Linked DNA regions of Mus musculus: region 2 is linked to region 1. The links are chromatin contacts, called in public promoter capture Hi-C maps. All regions are on one chromosome and are shown on one strand. The core of a region is the stretch at or near the end of the contact, and the rest is flanking DNA. Distances in the headings are between cores, read along the strand shown.

Region 1 (5,845 bases), core at 2,101-4,600:
TCTTTTGTTTCTGAGGCTGGCCTTAAATTTGAGATCCTCTTGCCTCAGTGCTAAGTTGGGGCTATAAGTGCTACCACACTGTAGGGTAAACTTTAATTTCTAATTCTGGTTCATTAAACATAACATCTATATGTTGGTCTTACAAAATAAATTTAATTTGCAACTCCCAACATCTTCAAAAATATATAGTTGGTTGAAAAATAATAGGGAATGTATGTAGCTTTTATGGAGCACACAGTTGAGTAAATAGACAAATTGTGGTGCATATAAAGTGAACTACCATGGCAATGGAGCCAAGGGAATCACAAGGGGGGCTATAGAAATCATTTGCATAGTATATAGTCACACTTGTGTAAAATTCAAATATAGGAAAAATAAATTAGCTGAGTAAAATAGCACAGCTGATGAGAACTCAGGAGGTCGAGGCAGGAGGATTATGAGTTCTGTGCTAATATGTGGGCTACACAGAAAGAACATGTCTCTAAATAAATGAATAAGCAAGCAAGCAAGCAAACAAACAAACACTTCAGTTGTGGAGGGGCTGCCAGTAGGCACAGGAGGATTGTGAGTGTGATGTGAGCGTAGGTTGCAGTTTTCTTGGACGAGACGATTGCTCAGTTTGTAAAGTTCATGCTGAACAAGCACAACAATCTGAAGTCATTAATACCACATAAAAAAGTGACAGGCCCCCACGATTCCAGTGCTGACTGGGGAGAGACAGGAGAATGCCCGGAGCTTGCTGGTTAGCCGGCCTAGCCCATCTGGGAGTTCCATGCTGACTGAAGACCACATCTTACATTATTAGATTATTGGGTCTCCACATACACACATGTGGACATGCACACACACATGAACACAGACACATGTACGATATTTGGTACTGGGTACTCAGTAAGTAAGTACCTTGGAAACACATGGACCTGCTTTTGCTCCCTAGAACCCACAGATAAAAGCCGTCAGGTATGGTGGTGTGTGATTGTCATCCCAGCTCTGGGAAGGTGGAGATGAGGGGATCCCACTGGCCAACCTTTCTAGCCTACTTGTCTATTTATAGGCCTTTGGCTTTCATGAGCACACATACAGGCATGCATGTGAGTGCACATGCTCGAGCACACACACACACACACACACACACACGAGTGCTTGCACACATTCAGGTCAATTGTTATCTTAGAGAAGAGAGAGAGGACACAGAAATGTTGGCTGCTGCTTCCTGGTGATGTTCAGTTTCTTGGTACCATTGGTATTTATAAGGCAGGGTCTCTTCATATACCACTAGGTGCATCCTATAGTTGTCTTTCTGCATTATAGTATATGCCTTTCAAACATTTTATTGCAATACTCATGAAGAAATATCCTTTGTGATTTTAAAGCAGGTAACTGTTCTACCTCCGCCTCTCTCTGTATCCCATTCCCTGAATATTTTTCTTGCATTGGGCTTTGTAGTGGGTTGACAGCAACAGAGAGAGCTTTCTAAGTGACTAAACTAAAATTCTTAGGAATAAAGAGGAAGAGTGTTGGACCTGAATTGAGCTTCTAGACCTCACTCCAGTGGGTCACCACAGCCAGTTGCTCCTGCTTTAACACTCTCTTATGATCTCTACAGGCAGTGAACTCATGAGCACACTTCCCATATCCACATAAATAAAGTAGTTTTCTTTTTAAAGGTGAACCATTAAGCTACATTTGGTTTAAATATGTCTCCTTGTTGGTTTGGTCCCATGCAGCCTCTGTACATTGTGAACTGTAACCTGGCTTGATGTGTAAGTAAGTTGTAACCTATCCTAAGATTAGACCTTTGTAACTGTGTCTCAGTCAATCATAGCAGCTGCCAAAACATGACCACAAGGGACAAATTCCAGTTGTAGCAAGTCAGGTTATTTCTGTTATCATCTCTTTTCTCTGGCTATGGAGTAGGGCACTTCTGGATGTGGCTGTCATCTTGAACACCTTTTGGCTGAAATACTGTTTGATTTTAGAATCTTTTTTCCTTGTTCAACTACTCTGCTAAGTCCCCTCCCCCTTCTTGCTGTACTGGCTAGTTTTGTGTCAACTTGACACAGGCTGAAGTTATCACAAAGAAAGGAGCTTCAGTGGGGGAAATGCCTCCATGAGATCCAGCTGTGGGGCATTTTCTCAATTAGTGATCAAGGGGGAAGGGCCCCTTGTGGGTAGGACCATCTCTGGGCTGGTAGTCTTGGTTCTATAAGAGAGCAGGCTGAGCAAGCCAGGGGAAGCAAGCCAGTAAGAAACATCCCTCCATGGCCTCTGCATCAGCTCCTGCTTCCTGACCTGCTTGAGTTCCAGTCCTGACTTCCTTGGTGATGAACAGCAGTATGGAAGTGTAAGCTGAATAAACCCTTTCCTCCCCAACTTGTTTCTTAGTTATGATGTTTGTGCAGGAATAGAAATCCTGACTAAGACACTTGCTTTCTCCTGAACAGGAAATAGCAGCCTCACATCCTGAATGAACAAACCGTTTTCCTCAGCCTCACAGTTCACGTGAAGCAGGCTTGCATCTTAGTCTTACACTATTTGCAGTGTCCTTTCCAGGCTTCTTGGTTGCAAGTCTCAGAAAATGAGTTGTCCGTCCTAAGGTCTGGAAGGATGCAAGGAAGTGTGAGATGAGAGCAGAGCAGAGCCATTGAAAGCGCAGTAGCAGCTCGGCATTGACAAGGAGTTGGCACACACATCTTAGACAACGAGCTGCTGTAGTCAGTCGCAGAGGCTCCTTCGGGATCACTCCCTAAGTGAAACAAGGATGTTTTCCTGACTCGGAATTACAAGGCCTGGGAGGAAGCCTGATGGCTGGAATCGGAGTGGCTTCCCACTCCCTGGCTGTACCAAGGAACGTAGAGTGTGAGGGTCTTTAATTTTTAAATTGTATTTATGTGTATACGTGTATGCCTGCTTGTCTGTACGTGCACTATGTATACCCCAGGGTACCTTGGAGACCAGAAGAAGTGGTTGATTACCTGGAACTGGAGTTATAGGCAGTTGCAAGCTGCCCAATGTGGGTGCTTACAAGAGCAGGAAGTTCTCTTAGCTGCCGAGCCATGTCTCCAGTTACTTAAGAAGATCTTTTCATTGCTCAACTAACGTGGTAGATTAGGGAAATTCCCCCAAAGGTATAGTAGAATCAGGGACTTCCTCAAAGAGCAGTTATGGCACCATTTTGAGTGAATTGTTGAATATTGAAGCCCTATAACCTAGTAACTTCTCAAATGCAGCCCCCCTCACTGCAGAGAGCTCTCTTGTTAGCTGCTGGAGGGCTGCACATGGTGAGTCTGCGGCCTCTCCTCTCTAACCTGCTCATGAGCTTGGCCTCTGAGTTCCACTCAAGGCTCAGAAACCTGGTGTTCCTGATGCTCTGGCAACTCTCCTGGATGTTGGCAGCTGTGCTGTTTGGAAGCAGGCCCCATACTTGCTTTCCAAACAAAGCAGACTGTGCATCTAGAAGACTATCTTACTGGCAAGGGTAGTGACCAGAGAGGTCAGAAGCTACAGCGAGGCTGTGGGAATAGGTTAGAAAAACAGGAAGATCTTTAAAATGTTTGTTTGCACTCTGTGCATGTGAGGGGGAAGGAGAGGGAGAGGGAGAGGGAGAGGGAGAAAAGGAAGAAAGAGGGAGAGAGAGGAAGAGAGAGGGAGAGGGAGAGGGCAAGAGAGAGAGAACAGCAGTGTGGAATCATTTTCTGCCATGTAGGACGCTGGAATTGAACACAGATTGTCAGCCTTGGTGGCAAGCACCTTTTCTAAGACCATTAAATTGCTTAGGTGGTCATGGCAAAGACCTTATTCTTCTGAAACCCTGGAAGTTGGTAAGTTTAAAATCAGAGGGTCAACAGGATTGGTTTCTAGTCTAAATACTTTGGGGGAATCTGTTCTGGTATCCCCCTCCTTGCTTCTGGTACCATGCCTACCCTTGGTGGTAATTTTGGTTGTCCTTGGTTTGCAGATTTATGACCCTGACTCCTGCCTTCATGCTCACACACTGTTCTCTCTGTGTAAGAGCAAAAGTCATACATGATTAGGGCCCAACAGGATGATTGCATTTTAGCTATCTCTGCCAAGGCCCTGTTTCCAAAGGACGACATAATTGCCAGTACTGGAGAGTAGATTTCAACCAAATTATGCACTTCCACCTATAAAGAAAAGTGAACTTACTAGACAAGGGTCATACTTTACCAAGCGTGTCTTTATCTGCATGCCCTGCCCCAATTGGCTTATGAGACTGTCAATAGTTTTAGTAGGCCAATAACAAGGCTATAGATATTTTGTCCCAATGTCTAGCTTCCTTTCTGATAAACCCTAATTTCTTGTCCATGTCAGATATAAGCCCCTTCCTTAGGAGAATATTGGTTGTTCCATGTGCTTCTCAACTTGGTATTTTTCTTTAGTTTTCATTTCTTCTCTTAAAACTTAGGTTTTTAAAATTTGTCAAGATTTTGCTGTAATAATGAATTTTTACTCGTATATAGGCCATTGCTAGTAGGGGCATGAGATAGGTTTAGAATTTAGCAATAACTAACACTAAAAGGGCAATTATTTTGTGCCAGGAACACGATGTTTATACAGAATCTCTGCCTTAATTCTCAAAATTCTCATTTTATGTCTGAGAAAGCTTAGTCTGTAGAAGATTCCATGGCTTTAAAGTGATCCGACCATTTATCCCAAGTTCTAGTTTAAGGCTTATATGTTTGATGTTTTAAAATTGCTCTTGGAATTTTCTCCCAGACGTGTATGAAGAAGTCAAACACGTAATAAAAGAACTAAAACTCTCCCAACTGAACTGACATTGAGGGAAGCTGAGCAGCAGTAACGGCAGCTGCAGCAGATGAGGGCTTGGGTTTGAAGACAGGTGGACAGGTAAGCTAATTGTCACTGTTATGTTGTGAGCACAATTTAAATTCAATTCTCATGTGATAAAAAGTTGTCAGCTTTCATGTATATGGCAAACCAAGTTTTAGGAAAATCATATTTCATTATTTATTTTTTTATACACTCTGTTAAATGTTTTGAGAAGTGAAATATGGAAGACTATTGAAATTGCCCTTTTGGCAGCATTTTCAACAAATGGTGCTGGTACAACTGGTGGTTATCATGTAGAAGATTTCGAATTGATCCATTCCTATCTCCTTGTACTAAGGTCAAATCTAAGTGGATCAAGGAACTCCACATAAAACCAGAGACACTGAAACTTATAGAGGAGAAAGTGGGGTAAAGCCTCGAAGATATGGGCACAAGGGAAAAATTCCTGAATAGAACAGCAATGGCTTGTGCTGAAAGATCAAGAATCGACAAATGGGACCTCATAAAATTGCAAAGCTTCTGTAAGGCAAAAGACACTGTCAATAAGACAAAAAGGCCACCAACAGATTGGGAAAGGATCTTTACCTATCCTAAATCAGATAGGGGACTAATATCCAATATATATAAAGAACTCAAGAAGGTGGACTCCAGAAAATCAAATAACCCCATTAAAAATGGGGTACAGAGCTAAACAAAGAATTCTCACCTGAGGAATACTGAATGGCTGAGAAGCACCTGAAAAAATGTTCAGCATCCTTAATCATCAGGGAAATGCAAATCAAAACAACCCTGAGATTCCACCTCACACCAGTCAGAATGGATAAGATCAAAAATTCAGGTGACAGCAGATGCTGGTGAGGATGTGGAGAAAGAGGAACACTCCTCCATTGTTGGTGGGATTGCAAAGCTTGTACAACCACTCTGGAAATCAGTCTGGCGGTTCCTTAGAAAATTGGATATAGTACTACTGGAGGATCCTGCAATACCTCTCCTGGGCATATATCCAGAAGATGTTCCAACTGGTAAGAAAGAC
Region 2 (5,845 bases), core at 1,998-4,497, 220 kb after region 1:
CTCGTGTGCACTGCATGATGATTCAAATGCTGGTTCCTCTCTCCCCTGTATCTGGTTGCAATCCTTATTCAGAGAATCTTTTCTCTCAATCTTGTGTGAACACCAGATCCCGATTTGGTCCCTGATGTGTCAGTAAAGAGAGCTTAACAGCCAATGTCTGAGCAGAGGAGAGAATAGTGATGGACTTCCTGCCAGCCAGGGGAGTGGGTGGGAGAGAGAGAAAGTAGGGGATTCCGCCCCAGAGAGAAGCCAGGAGATACCTTGAGAAAACTGCTCCAGAAAGACATAAAATGCAAATATCTCAGGAATTTTGACTGGGAAGTGGCCAGATTGGTTTAGAAGACTAGGATAGAGAAGTAACTGCTCAGCATTGTGCTTTAAACTTGTTAAGTAAATAACACAGTCCAGTCTCAATTATTTGGAAGCTACTTAGGTAAGAGGAAAGCTGTAATACACTTGTTAAAAAGTCACTACCAGGCAATCCTTCTCCTCCATGCTGGGCTGTATCCTCTAAGCCACGAGACAAAAATCAGTCTTTCTTCCCTTAAGTTGTTTCAGTCAGCTGTTCTGTCACAGTGATGAAAATAGTAACTAGTCCTGTGCTGGATAGTTTTATGTCAGCTTGACACAAGCTAAAGTCATCTGAGAAGAGAAAACCTCAATAAAAAGAAATGCCTCCACAATCCCTCAGGATCCTCCTGCTTGCTGCAACAGAACATCAGCCGCAGCCTCCCTTCCCCATTGCCCATGTGTCCTGTGGATCCCTTCTGGCTGGCCTCACCCACTCATGGCTGCATCCCTGCCTCCAACATCAGCAGGAATTGCTTGTGATCACACCAGCTAAGCAGTCAGTAAAACAGGCAACACGCAGCCATCATGCCCTCTGAAAATCCAGAGAGGAAACAGGAACCAAGGAACAAAAAGCCACCCAACAAAGACAAACCCAGCCATTAGCCCCTAGACACATAATCACCCCTAAGCCAAATGGCTAGACACCAGCTTAAGAGCACAAGTTAATAACAAAGCAATATGTCACCGGAGCCCAGATAGTCTACCTGAAGCAGGACCTTCAACATAGCTGAAGCCCAAGAAAGAAGACCTTAAACCCAGCTATACGAAGGTGATAGAGGTCCTTAAAGAGGAAACTGACAAACCCCTTAAATCAACAGTTCTCAACCTGCTGGGCGTGATGCCTTTTGGGGTCACATACCAGATATCCTGCATATCATATATTTGCTTTACAATTCATAACAATACCCAAACTAAAGTTATGGAGTGTCAATGAAAGTGTGTGTGTGAGTGTGTGTGCGCGCGCGTGCATGCACTCTCGGGGGAGCAACTCTGAGCGCAGAAGAAAAACCCCTACAGATCCTTCTTAAGTATCTACCACGTGCAACGCTAGACCCAGGGGAACCGTGGCAATTGCCTTGAGGAGCTCCGAACTTAATGGGAGTCGAGGGTGGTGAAACAAACATCCCAGCACTTGGGAGGCACAACAGAAAGGCTACATGAAGATACTGTCTCAATTCTTTTTTGATTAATTAATTAAATGAAAAGGACAATTCATCTAACACAAAGAAAACTGTCATAAACTAAAAGAAAGTGTTATTAAGAATTACTAAGCGCCTCTGTGACTCAAATTTGCACTTTAACTTTGTACGATCTTTACTGTTCTAGTGTATGTTGTATACGAAGACACTGAAGTCCAGGGAAGTTTTAAATAACACCTTTCCAAGGTCCTATAAGCTCAGGCTGCCATGGACATAGTGATTCTCCTGCCTCTGCCTCCTACATACTAGGATTACAGGTCACTACCACCACACCTGGAATCCAACAAAGACCTCATGATTTTTTTGTTTTCCTCTTGATCTTTTTACTTACTGGAAAGGCAGAAATAGAGCAAGTATCAATTTCAAAAGCAAACTCATTTTTCTCTCTCTCTCTTTTTTTTTTTTTTTTTTGGTTTTTCGAGACAGGGTTTCTCTGTATAGCCCTGGCTGTCCTGGAACTCACTCTGTAGACCAGGCTGGCCTTGAACTCAGAAATCCGCCTGCCTCTGCCTCACGAGTGCTGGGACTAAAGGCGTGCGCCACCACGCCCGGCTCCATTTTTCTCTTTTATGTTCCAAAGATAAACAAATGGTTGGACTTAGGAAGAAAACTTTACAAAAATTTAAATATGTGATTTTAGTGACTAGAAGATGTGTAAAGTTTCCATGTTTTCTCCCTTAAGCATTCCTTGTGTTTACAATGAGTTTGTAATACTATTCTCAGTGTGTTTTATTTAGACTATATACAGAATTTCTTAGACAACTTTTATGCATGCAGCTGGTAGGTTACCTGTGCAGAATAATAGCAATACTTGAAATAGCTATTTGCTACTAACCTGTGTACCTGATGCAATGTCGTCTCCCTAAACTTGACTCATCTAGCCTTCACCAGCCCTGTAGAAGGTGACAGAGAGGACTTCTAATCCCAGAGGTTTTCTGCCTTAATGTGAACACTTGTGATGAGCCACCTGCATATTCATCCACACACACACAGTCCTTGCTTCCTGTCCTGTGCATATGGAGTTTGTGTTACCTTCTCCATGAAGGGACATGCCACACAGGTCATTTAAATCCATGTTTACAGGCTGTGGTCAGTCATGCTTGGCTCACAATGAACTTTCACTTCCTGAAAGCAGAGTATCTTATGCCTATCCATACCCATGATTTCTGCCCTTTACAAACAATACTGCTCTTAACTGACTTTAACACATATAACGATCTCAGAGTTCAAGCCTAGCCTGGTTTACAGAGCCAGTTCCAAGACTACACAGATAATTTTATCTTGGAAAAAAATGGAAACAAGACAAACAAAAAATTGTAGACATTTTGGAACCGGGGAAGAAAGGAAGCGTCCGTGTCCCGAGGAGCTTGGAATGAAGGCCATGACTTTCCTGCTGCTTTCCTGCTGAAGCTGCCATTTTCCTGCTGTAGCTGCCATTCCTCTCCAAGCAGCAAAGTAGACAATGTCAGGTGTGAGTTGGTGGAGCAACTAGAAATCATGTAAGCCTCATGAGAACAGAAACGCACTCCTTAAGGTAGTTGCTTGGATCTGCCTGTGTCCTGGGCCCTGAGCCCCATCGCACCTTCTCTCAGCCCTCAGGCACTTAGTGGTATAGTATATCTTGCTCATATTTACCTTACCTGGGACTTTAGAAGTAGGTGTGTGTGGGCTCACCACAGACACGAGTTATGTGCAGGTCAGGCCACTTATAACCCGAACTTTAGGCTGAACTGTGTTTGTTTTGGCACTCATTGCACAGTGGCCTTCGGTGAAGGTTGGATCTTTTATCGTCACCATATGCCCGAAGCCATGCTGCAGAGTTCTTGGCTACTGGTTCTTTTACAGACTTTTGAAACAAGGTTTCACTTTGTGGGCCAGTGTGGACTCCAAGTCATGATTGTCTTGCCTCAGTTTCCCAGTGCCAGGATTATAGACATGCCCCAGCACAGTGGCTCTACTTCTGCAATTGTAATACACTTCAGTCCTTGTCACCTGGCTTGGCACATGAGCAGCTTGTGAATGCGGTTACTGAAATCCTGTTTGACAGTCCCTGTAAGGTAAGGAAGGATCTCTCTGCACTCGGAAATTTCACAACAAAAATTAATTTTTGTTTGGTTTTCCGATTTGAGAGTAAGCAGCTGTTACAAGCTTGATCAAAAACCTCTCCACAGGCTCATGTTTTAAACTCTGTTCCTTATCTGGTGTCACTATTTTTGGAGGCAATGGAGGCAGACCTTGGCTGGAGAATTAGGTCACTTTGTGTGGGTCACTGAGGGTAACTTCCTGGGCCCTGGTTCCTCCACCGTGTTCTCCCCCTCACTAAGCCCACCACGTCTTCTTCAACTTGGTGGATGAAAACTGAAATTCAACTAAACCTCTCCCCCCTTAGGTTGTTTCTGTCAAGTATTTGGGCAAACACTGCAATGTTAATTAGTCCAACAACGAAACACGTGGTGAAATCGGGGTCACAGAGGGGACAGCAACTCAGGGGAAGAGACCTGAGGGGCATGTCAACAGGCTTATGGTGGGGGACAGAGCACACAGGGTTTAGCAGCCACTGTACTGTATAAACACATCAAGACTTAATCAACAGGACATTCACTACAGGCACAGACACAGACACACACCACACACACACACACCACAAAACAAACAGAGACACAGACAGACAGGCACACACACATACACTCCACAGGGTTCAGGAGAATAAGCTGTTATTAAATGAGGTAATCACTCTTGGGTTTTCTGAGCTGCATTAAAGGTTATCACAGGCTCCCTTTAAGAGAGAGATGGAGCTAGACGTGGTGGTGGCACATGCCTTTAATCCCAGCACTTGGGAGGCAGAGGCAGGTGGATTTCTGAGTTCGAGGCCAGCCTGATCTACAAAGTGAGTTTCAGGACAGCCAGGGCTACAGAGAAACCCTGTCTTGAAAAAACAAAAACAAAAACAAAACAAAACAAAACAAAAAACAAACAAAAAAAGAGAGACAGATGGAAAGTTTCACAGAACCAAGAAGGCCATGTGAAAACAGAGGCTGGGCTACTGAACCCAAAGCCAAAGAATACAGACAGAGGCCATTGGAAGTGGGAGGAGGCAAGAGACCAGCTTCCCATGGAGGCCCCACTGAGAACACAGCCACCAGACTGGTATTTTAAATTATAGTGATAATAATGCACTTGAGTTTTCTGGTCTTCAGAATTACATGATTGAACTTTTGGCTGTTTGACTCAAACAGTTTAATAGAATTTGCTACAGGAACCACAAGTGACTAAAACAGATTATCTAATTTTTTTTTTTTTTTTTTTTTTTTTTTTTTGGTTTTTCGAGACAGGGTTTCTCTGTATAGCTCAGGCTGGCCTCGAACTCACTTTGTAGACCAGGCTGGCCTCGAACTCAGAAATCCTCCTGCCTCTGCCTCCGGAGTGCTGGGATTAAAGGCGTGTGCCACCACGCCCGGCATATCTAATGTTTATTAAAACTTGTACACACACACACACACACACACCACATAGACACACTCAGACACAAACCCCACACATAGACACACAGAGAGACATATACACAGACAGACTCACAGACACACTCAGAGACACTCCCTCCACACACACAGACACACACCACACACACACAGATATACACACAGAGACACACACACAGAGATACATCACACACACACAGAGACACCCACACAGACACAACCCCCACACATAGACACAAAGACAAACACAGAGACACAGAGAGAGAGACACATATACAGACAGACACACAGACACACTCAGAGACACCCCCTCCACACATAGAAACACACACAGGGACATATACCACACACACAGACACACACCACACACACAGACACACACCATACAGACAGACACATACACACACACACTTCAGTGGAATGTAAGAGAAGAAAGCTTACAAAGGGGCTTGGTGGAAAGAGAAGCCTTTGGAGAACTAAGTAGCTAAAAGAATCCAAAAGATAAGTGGTATATACAGCAAATCCTTGGTCTGATAAACCTCAGAGTGGCTGTCTCCTGAACAGAGCAGAACTTGAAACACATGTGTTCCTTGTGTTAACTAGGGGATTACAAACCATTCTATTAGAGGGGCCAAGCAACCAGAGTGAAAGCCCAGAGAGAGCTCAGAGGTCAGGGTGAAGGGCAACTCTCAGAAAATTTGGTCCATATGTTCAAGGAAAAGGATGTCAAAACAGATGTGGTAAGTTGGCCAAACTTAGATTCCTGTCCATGTGACAAACTCAAGCTAATCTTAAGCATAGTACACATGATAACAA

Evidence for each region. Promoter capture Hi-C pulls out the DNA fragments that hold promoters and counts their contacts.
Region 2: a promoter capture Hi-C map of liver shows a contact between it and region 1, with 7 times the contacts expected there. The contact joins the promoter of A930014E01Rik here to the enhancer-like site in region 1. A contact is called at or near these places in 21 of 39 promoter capture datasets (the 3T3-L1 cell line, 3T3-L1-derived adipocytes, the C10 cell line and 14 more), 2 of 15 datasets of contacts at CTCF or cohesin (large pre-B cells and pro-B cells), 38 of 484 Hi-C or Micro-C datasets (3T3-L1-derived adipocytes, the AtT-20 cell line, B cells and 25 more), 5 of 115 datasets of contacts at active chromatin or transcription factors (bone marrow-derived dendritic cells, embryonic stem cells, hepatocytes and 2 more) and 3 of 9 other capture datasets (adipose tissue, liver and pancreatic islet).

Annotation. Positions count from the first base shown.
Region 1 is chr3:10,074,216-10,080,060 of GRCm38.p6, forward strand. No RefSeq gene overlaps it. Among named protein-coding and RNA genes, the nearest start is that of Gm33365, 13 kb to the left of the region's middle. Within about 2 kb of position 3,351, at least 42 of the 459 cell types and tissues checked have an H3K27ac peak or open chromatin away from gene starts, as enhancers often do. A contact at or near this core is called in 3T3-L1-derived adipocytes, the AtT-20 cell line, adipose tissue and 5 more, where this site is marked.
Region 2 is chr3:10,294,699-10,300,543 of GRCm38.p6, forward strand. A930014E01Rik (a long non-coding RNA gene) reads left to right here and starts at 3,248. Exons shown (of 2, transcript XR_387546.3): 1 at 3,248-3,607. It also overlaps a transcript of Fabp12 not described here.